Regions from separate parts of the Callithrix jacchus genome. Here region 1 is linked to region 2. Evidence: chromatin contacts called from public Hi-C data. All regions are on one chromosome and are shown on one strand. Each heading gives the region's core, a stretch centred on a gene start, on an enhancer-like site or on the middle of the called end of the contact. The rest is flanking DNA. Distances are from core to core; before and after follow the strand shown. Region 1 has its middle 78 kb from the start of GTF2A1. Region 2 holds the start of TSHR (thyroid stimulating hormone receptor).

Region 1 (4,473 bases), core at 1,628-4,127, 180 kb before region 2:
TGTTTAGCTCGTTTCCAATTTAGTTAGTTATTTTTTTTCTTCTGCTAGCTTTGGGGTTGGTGTGTTTTTTGTTCTAGTTTCTTTGGATACAATGTTAGGTTGTTAATTTGAGATCTTTCTAACTTACTGATGTAGACATTTAGGACTATAAACTTTTATCTTAACACTGCTTTAGTCATAGCCTAAAGATTTTGGTAAGTCTTAATTAGTTTCAAATATATATTTTTGATTTCTGCCTTAATTTTATTTTTCACCCAAGAGTCATTCAGAAACAAGTTGTTGAATTTCCGTGTAATCTGTGTGGTTATGAAAGATCTTGGTTGATTTCTATTTTTCTTGCACTGTAGTTAGAGAGTGTGCTTGGTATGATTTCAATTTTTTTGAATTTATTGAGATTTGCTTAATGGCTGGGCACATGGTTGATCTTAGAATATATTATATGTGAAGATAAGAACAATTTATATTCCACAGTTGTAAAGTGGAGCATTCTGTGGGTGTCTTTTAGGTCCAATTGTTCAACTGTTGAGTTTAAGTCTAGAATTTCTTGGTTAGTTTTCTGTGTTAATAATCTGTCAAATGCTGTCAGTGAGGTGTTGAAGACTCCCACTATCATTGTGTGGCTATCTAAGCCTTTCTGTAGGTCAAGAAGATCTCGTTTTATGAATCTGTGTGCTCCAATGCTAGGTGCATATATGTTTAGCATAGTTAAGTCTTCTTGTTGAATTGAACCCTTCATCATTGGTGATGCTCTTCTTTCTTCTTCTTCTTGATTGTTGCTTTAAAGTCTGTTTTATCTGATATAAGAATAGCAACTCCTGCCCTTTTTTGTTTTCCATTTGCATGATAAATCTTTTTCCATCTCTTTACTTTGAGCCTCTCAATTTCATTACATGTAAGGTGAGTCTCTGAAGACAACAGGCATTTGAGTCTTGTCTTTTTTCCAACTTGCGAGTCCCTGCCTTTTGAATGGAGCATTTAGAGCATTTACATTTAATGTTAGCACTGATATGTTAGATTTTGATTCTGTCATTGTGTTGTTAGCTGGGGGTGTTTTGTAGACTTGATTGTGTAGTGGCTTTATAGCGTCTTTGGGTTATATACTTAAGTGTGTTTTTGTGGTAGCAAGTGTTGTTCTTTCATTTCCATGTTTATCACTCCCTTAAAGACTTCTTGTAAAGCTGGTCTAGGGCTAATGCATTCCTTTAGCATTTGCTTATCTGGAAATATTTTATTTCTCTTTTGCTCATGAAGCTTAGTTTGACAGGATAGGAAATTCATGGTCAGAATTTCTTTTGTTTATGGATGATAAAAATAGGTCCCCAATTTTTTCTGGCTTGTGATGTTTCTGCTGAGAGGTCCACTGCTAGCCTGATGGGGTTCCCTTTGTAAGTAACCTGACTCTTCTCTAGCTGCCTTTAAGATTGTTTCTTTAATGGTTGCCTTGGTGAATATGATAGCATGCCTTAGGATCTTGTATCTTACAAAGTGTCTTTGTATTTCTTGAATTTGCATCTCAACCTCTTTAGAGAGATTAGGAAACTTCCCATGGACTATGTCCTCGAACGTGTTTTCCAAGCTGCTTACTGTCTCTCTTTTTCTCTCCAGGAATGCCAATGAGTCCCACATTATGCTATACTTCTCTAAAGATTTGTATACTTTAAAAAATTTTTTCTTCAGTTTTGTCTAATTGAATTGATTTGAAGAATCAGTTTTTGAGCTCTGAGATTCCACAGCTTGATCTCTTCCTCTGTTAATGCTTCCAACTGCATTATGAAAAAAATTTTTAGTAAATTTTTCAACTCCAGTTCAGTTTGGTTCTTTTTAAAAATGGCTATTTTGTCTTTCAGCTCTTGAGTTGTTTTACTAGATTCCTTGGATTGGGTTTCTACTGTATCTTGAATTGTGATGAGCTTTTTTGCTGTCCAGACTGAATTCTATGCCTGTCATTTCAGACATTTCTGGGGAGCTAGCATGCTTATTTGAAGGTAAGGGGACATTCTAACTTTTTGAATTGCCGGGGTTCTTATGCTGACTCTTCTGAGAGGGCTGGTGTTCCTTTGTCTTTTTGTTTTTATATTATTAATTTCCCTTGAGGGTTTAACTGTGGTATATGTTGAGTATGGTCAATTGGCTTCATTTCTGGTACTTTCAGAGGGCCAAGACTCTGTATGGGATGTTTATTTGTGGCTAGATTCTTTCTTTTTTTTTTTTTTGAGACAGAGTTTCGCTCTTGTTACCCAGGCTGGAGTGCAATGGTGCGATCTCGGCTCACTGCAACCTCCGCCTCCTGGGTTCAGGCAATTCTCCTGCCTCAGCCTCCTGAGTAGCTGGGATTACAGGCACGCACCACCATGCCCAGCTAATTTTTTGTATTTTTGTATTTTTAGTAGAGACGGGGTTTCACCATGTTGACCAGGATGGTCTCGATCTCTTGACCTCGTGATCCACCCGCCTCGGCCTCCCAAAGTGCTGGGATTACAGGCTTAAGCCACTGTGTCGGGCCATGTGGCTAGATTCTTGCTCTGGGTTTTATAGGTGCTGAAAATTTTTGGCATTGTAATTTTGACTGCAAACCAGTAGATGGCGCTTGAGTGATGGCGGCAGGCTCTAAGCGCTGACTTCTGTCTTTTGTATTCTCAGCCATGCTCCATAGTTCAGAGGAGAGAGATGATCCTTTCGCCAGATCCTCTTCTGGGCCTTAGGGAAGTCCCCTCCAATCACTGGAGCTGCACTTATGTTTCCTTTGTTAGATGTTCGGAGCTGTGGGACTCTTCCGCAGAGGCAAAGGCTTGCAGACAGACCACACCCTCCCCTGAAAGCGCCTGTGGAGAGAGGAATGCCTCATCCCGTGCTGGCCCGGAGCTGCATCTCACTCTTCGCGGTGTTCTCTGAGTGGAGGCTCCTCCTCTGCTTGTGCACCAGCTACAGATCTCGGCTTGGCTTAGCGCTCCTGAGCTGCGTGCTGCAGCCTTGGGGCATTGGGCTGTCTTTCGGCCCCTCGAGGTCAGACACCAGCTGTGCTGGGGGATCCAAAGTACTCCCAAGCTGCCTGGAAAGCATTCAGGCGGGGTCGCTAGCAAAAAACTCACACTGGGCAGCGGAGGCAGCACTGTGCACACACTCCTGCAGGAACAACCAGAGAGGGGCCCTGGGAGGGGCTGCGTGCAGGGGGTCCTGCAGAACATGTGCGCCCCAGTCCCGCAGGAAAGATAGTCCTGTTCTCTCTCGGCCCACTGGTAAGCTGAGGTCAGATGGGGTGCCCTGGGGGATGGGCGCCTATAGTCACCTTCCTCTGCAGCTGTCATGCACACAAAACCCTCTGGGTTCCCTGCAAACTGGAGCTCTGTCTCTGCCTACTCTGTGGGCAGATCCTCCTGCCAACTCAACTTTCTATGGGGCGCTTTCAACTCAACTTTCATAGGATCTCTTATAGCTGGGATCCCAGAAATATGTGAGGAGAGTGGGCTGCCCCATTGTCACTTTACTCACCCCTTCCCTAGGAGATGTTCTGGCCAGGAACTAGTCCTGGCACTCGGCCTGCGCGGGGTTCCCAGCTTCCTTCATCTTCAGCCTCGTGTCTGTGTTGCTGCTCAGCGGACTCTGTTTTCACTGCGAAGATCTGCTCACAGTATGTTGGTTTATGGAACATTTTGGTGTCTCGGTGGGAACAGCATGTATTGGCTGCATCTATTCAGATCTAATCAATATTTTTCTGGGAAAGATCATCTAATCAAGATGATCGAATCAAGGTGTTTCTGGGAGCAATGTAACAACAAGTCAAACACAAGAAGGCATCTCATCCTGAGTGAATAAATAGGGATAATGCCAAATGCTTTTTATGTCTGAGACACTACACATGTATGACTCTTCAACTCGGTGCACTAGGCTTTAGATTTCTCCCCATTTTACAGATAGGAAAATGGAGTCACAGAAAGACTGTAGACTTTGTTCAAAGTCACATGGCAAGTGAGTGGTGGAGTCGGGTTGGACCCAGTCTGACTTTGGAGGTGACGCCTTACCCACTAAGAGCAGGTTCCTCATTAAAAACAAGGATAGTGGCCTTGTTAGTGTATTCAGAGTGCTAAGGGGCAATTATTCGATCTAGGAACCTATACCCAGCTAAAAATCTTATTTCAGTCAGGATGAAATAGAGATATTTTAAAATAAAAACTGAAAGTGTTTGCTATTTACAAGTCCTAGACAGGCAGGAAAACCTAGTAAACAATGAACTTTAGAAAAAAAGATTATGGAAATTCAAAAGGGGACTAAAGAAGAAATGGAAAACTAAGAAATTGGTAAGCATGAATAAGTCAAAATATTGACTGTAAGAGAAAAATTAGCATGGAGAGTTTTAAAGGAAAGTGAAACAAATCTAACACACAACAACATTAAATTCTGTCATGAATTATAGACAATAAGGACCTCTGTGGAAAAAAACACACTCAAACTAAAAGTGCTTTTTCTATTCTCTCA
Region 2 (4,718 bases), core at 1,269-3,768:
CTGCAACATGCTGAGAACAGGGCTCCCCCATAAGTAAACACAATATAATTATTAGATGTACATGTTTTGCTTCTCTCATACACTTTTTTGGGGGCAGCAAGAGTTCTACCACCCCCAAAAGAGTTGAAAATTTTTCTGCTGTTGCAGATGGTTGTAGCCATTGTTCAAAAGAGACTACCATATTGTTTTACCCACATTTTTCATCAAGTTTCTCTTTTCCATCTCAGAATAACTTTATTCTTCAGAACATACTTCCTCACTCCCCATTATTCTTCCTCACTCCCCATTAGTCTCAAGGTCCGATCCTCCTTGCCACTATCTTTACCCAATGACTTCTTGTGATTCAGTGCCTTCCCTCAGACTATTCTCATCAGTATCATGTCATGACCTAGAAAGTACCTAGTTGAACCTTCTCTTTCACCCAGAAGGAAATTTGGCTCCTTCCAATCAGTCATCTTACAAAGTTTCACAGTTAGTGAAGAAGGATTGAGGAGATTGCTGGTTTCCTGACTCTTGTTCCATTGCTCATTTTCCATTACCCTTTCTTTCTCAACTTTTGATGGCGTTTTAAACAGAATGTCTCTGAGTTTCTTTGCACTGTCCGAGCTACATCTCTCTTCAACGACTTGAATTTCTGCCCCTGTTAAGTCTCTGAAGAAGGGATGTCTTTGTATTTCTTTCTCCTCAACAGTGGACATCCAGAGACCTGGCATATTCATGTGTTCATTCATTCACTTAAGCTTTTTTTTTTTTGAGTGTCTAAGTAGTTCCAGGGTTTCAGGAATTCAGGGTTGAATGACAGTGTCCCCGTGTTAGAGAAGCTTGTGTCCTGGTTGTGTGGGCATGCAAATAAATAACAAGTTACAGGAAAGCAAACAATGCCGAAGGGATAAGCAGAGAACGCTTTTGGGAAGGAGGGTATACCTCACCCAGCCTGAGGGTCACAGGTCAGGAGAAGCTTCCTGCAGGGTTAATACAGAATCTGGATCTGGGACTAGGCATTAGCCAGAAGAAGACAAGGGGCAAATGTGCTTTAGGCAGAGGGGCTGGAATATGGGAAGGACGACAAGGGCAGCGGTAATAGCAGGGACCTTTGGGGAAGTGCCAGAAGTTCTTTTCAGTTGGAGGGTGAAGTTAGAGAAATTAGGAGCAATGAGGTTGGAAAGACTTGACTAGGTCTTGAAAGATCTGGTAGGCGGCACAAAAAAATTTTATTCTAGAGGTGACAGACAACCCATCTGGAGGTGTAATCAAGAGGGTATTACACCTTGTACACGTTTTATTCTGTGGTAGCAGCAAGGAGAATGACTACCACACTATTTGGAGGTTACTGAACTAATTAATTCAGGTGTGCTAAGAAAGGAGGGTATCTGAGAGCAAAGAAATACATCTCTGAGCTGACATATTCATCATCTACTGTTAAATAGTCTTAATGAGCTAAATTCTTGAGAAAATCTAGAAGTGCAACTTTCCCATTTCTTTTCATCTGCCAACATTTTCTTTAATAAGCTGCACTTTCTTACCTTAACTGGATTTAACTAGCCCAGGTTGTTTTACTAGCCTTTCTTTCTGTTCTATTTTTAACCAATCAAGAGAGACTTTATTCCCTTGCTTTTGTCTACAGTTTCAATGGTCACTGATCTAAATTGCTGTTAAGAAACAGATTGTGTGTGTACAATCTTATTTACCATCAGGTTTCTAATTTGGTAACATTTAACATGCAGATAAACGTACTATGCTTTTATGAAATTTCATTTCTTTATACCTCTACCATGCCTATCACAAAGCAGGTTCGGGATGCACTATTTCACTGGCAGTTCACATTTGAGTAAGTAACTTACACATGCTGTACAGACAGTTCATTTTAAAAAGGGGACCTGATTAAACTTTTGTCAACAATTTGATGAATCAGCAGAACTCCCATCTAGAAAAACAAAAAGAGGAAATACATATTTTTGCAATTTTTTATTACCCAAGATAAGCTCAAAGGGGTCCATTCCTGAGTTGCCATTATCCTTATTAATTCAAATAAAACAGATTTAACCAGGGTTAGGTAAAGTGCAGAATAGCAGCTTTTTGGAAAGAACAACTCTTGCTGTCATTGTACACCAAAGTTTTGTAACCTTTTCCTGTGTGTGTGTGTGCGTGCGCGCGCGCACACACACGCGCGCACACACACACGTACACACCTTCGGGCTGTTCTTGAGCAGCTTTTGTGCACTTCGGTCCACCTCTGCAGGTGCCTTTTGTCTCTGGGTCCTACCCTGACCTCTCCCGGGTACTCACAGAGTCTGCGTACTGGGCGGTAAGCTGGGGATGCGTTGAATATCCTTGCAGGTGACTCTGAAGTCCTCCTCCTGATGGCACTCGCAGGGTGGAGACAAACACCCCTTTCCGCCCAGGCCCCTGGGCAGGGCAAGCAGCAGCACCAGCTGCAGCAGGTTCGCCGGCCTCATTTTCCACGGGACCCGGGGCTATTTCTCCATCCTCCGCAGTCGCCTCATTCTCGGCCCTCTGCACCTCGGGTTACCCCAGGCCAAAGGAGACCCGGGAGCGGGAGGGGTGGGAAGAGGGAGGGCTCCAAGGGGTGTGACCTCACCGCTGTAGAGGAGGCTGGAGAAGGGGAAGAAGAGGCACTTAAGTGCTCCGCTTCCCTAGGCAACCTCGACCCAAACAAGCCTGCTTGCTGCACTCTCCTTGGCTGGACCCACGCAGTCCGCTCCGTCTGTTCCCTGACACCCAACACCCGTCCTGGCTGTCCCCTCTGTTTTTCAGCCCGCTCCCCCTCGCTTCTCCTATTAGTTCTCTCCAAAGTCTAGTTTAGATGCCCCCTCCTTTCCTCGTCTTTAATTCCAAGAAGCCACCATCCCTCGCGTGTAGCCTTCTAAACACCCTGTCTGCGGGGCACCCACTCGCACGCACTTCTTATCCAAAGTCCCCGCGGAGTGGACCGTCCCCGGGCGGACCAATGTCCTGCAGAACTTCAGCTCCTCCTGGCCAGAGACACTTTTGCTGAGAGTCGGAGTCCGGCGCGCAGCCTTGGCCAGCCCGCGGTGCGGCTGAAGCCGTCGCCCGCACCCCTGGCGGATCCTCGCTGCTACCCAGCTCCAGCGGCCACGCGCGTGCTGGAAATCGACTGGCAGCCGCAGCCTCAACCTGCAGCCAGCGGCTCCACGAGGCAATTCAGAAACTGGACTTTGGGGCCATCTGCTGGGATGAATCAGGAATGGCAGAAACAGTTCCAGGTTCCCTGAATGGGTTCAGTGTGGAAATTCTGGTCGGCCCAGGAATTTTATTGAGCCGTATTCTCTCTAGAACATGGGAAGAAAAATAATACTTAAGTGGCACACTCACCATTTTTTGCACAGTAGCCAAAAAATATCATTACAAACATAAATGAGATTGTGCCTATTTCCTTCTTAAAAGTCTTCAATTGCTTACTTATTCCTCTTGGGATAAAAGAAATGGCAATTCTTTCTATACTGCACAATTCTTTTTACATGAACTTGGCGAGGACAGGGAGGAAAACGCTGTGGTGATGGAAATCAGAAAAAAGATTAAGAAAGATTGACTGGAAAAAGACAGAGGGGATACACAGGGTTTCTATATCTTAATTAGGCTGGAGGTTAAGTGGATGTATACATTTATCAAAATTCATTAAACTGTACAGTTAAAATATGGGGATTCCAAATTTTACAGAAGCTTTATTCATAACCACTAAACGAACTAAATGTCTCTCAACTAGATAATGGATAAACACTGATACCTCCATATTGGAATACTGACCAATGAATGAATGAATACTGAAAAATGAATGGAGTGCTGATACAACATACACAAATCTTTTTGTTGTTGTTTTTGATCACCATGACATTGTTACAGAACAAATCTTGAATGCATAATGTTAAGTGAAAGAGGCCAAACTCAAAATATTATGTATTTATATGTAATTATTCATATTAATGATTCATTTATATAACATTCTCAAAAAGGCAAAAACTATAGGAACAGGAAAAAGATCAGTGGTTGCAAAGACCTGGGGTTCAGAGGAAAGGCCGACTAGCAAATGAACACCAGAGAATTTTATGGGTAATAAAACTGTTTTAAATCTTGCTTGTGGTGATGGTTCCATGATTTGTTAATGTGGTGAATCACAATGATCGAGTTTTGAATGTTAAATCCACCTTGCATTACAGGGATAAATCTCACTTGATCATGATGTATTTATCATCTTTTTAATAGACTTTTTAATTAGATTTGCTAAAATTCTGTTTAAAAGTTTTACATAGATGTTCACAAGGGATAGTAATCTGTTATTTTCTTTTCTGTAACTTTTTTGTCAAATTTTGGTATCAGGGCAATTAAGTCTTCATCACAGGGTAAATTGGGAAATAGTCCTTCCTCTTTACATTTCTATAGGAGTTTCTATAGAACTGGTATTATTTCTTTGCTACTTATTTGGTAGGAGTCACCAGTGAAGCTGTTGAAACCTTGCATTTTCCTTATTGGAAGATTTTTAACTATAAATCCAATTTCTAAATATAGATATAGTGCCATTCAAGTAGCATAATTCTTCTTGGGCAGTTTGTGTCATATAATGTATTGTCTCCTTATATTTATATAATCTATTCTAATGTCAACTCTGTTATACCTGATTATGGTAATTTGTGTCTTCTTTTTCTCCTAAGTACTTTATCCAGAAGTTGATTAATTTTATT

Evidence for each region. Hi-C and Micro-C count contacts between places; a contact is called where the count stands out from the background.
Region 1: a Hi-C map of skeletal muscle shows a contact between it and region 2, with 11 times the contacts expected there. The contact joins the enhancer-like site here to the promoter of TSHR in region 2. A contact is called at or near these places in 3 of 3 Hi-C or Micro-C datasets (induced pluripotent stem cells and skeletal muscle).

Annotation. Positions count from the first base shown.
Region 1 is chr8:116,105,080-116,109,552 of calJac240_pri, reverse strand. No RefSeq gene overlaps it. Among named protein-coding and RNA genes, the nearest start is that of GTF2A1, 78 kb to the left of the region's middle. Within about 2 kb of position 2,877, at least 4 of the 16 cell types and tissues checked have an H3K27ac peak or open chromatin away from gene starts, as enhancers often do.
Region 2 is chr8:115,921,165-115,925,882 of calJac240_pri, reverse strand. It overlaps TSHR (thyroid stimulating hormone receptor), which reads right to left and starts at 2,518. Exons shown (of 9, transcript XM_035261205.3): 1 at 2,287-2,518. The coding sequence starts at 2,456. It overlaps LOC144577239, which reads right to left. Exons shown (of 4, transcript XM_078333183.1): 3 at 2,923-3,250; 4 at 2,475-2,613. The coding sequence ends at 2,475.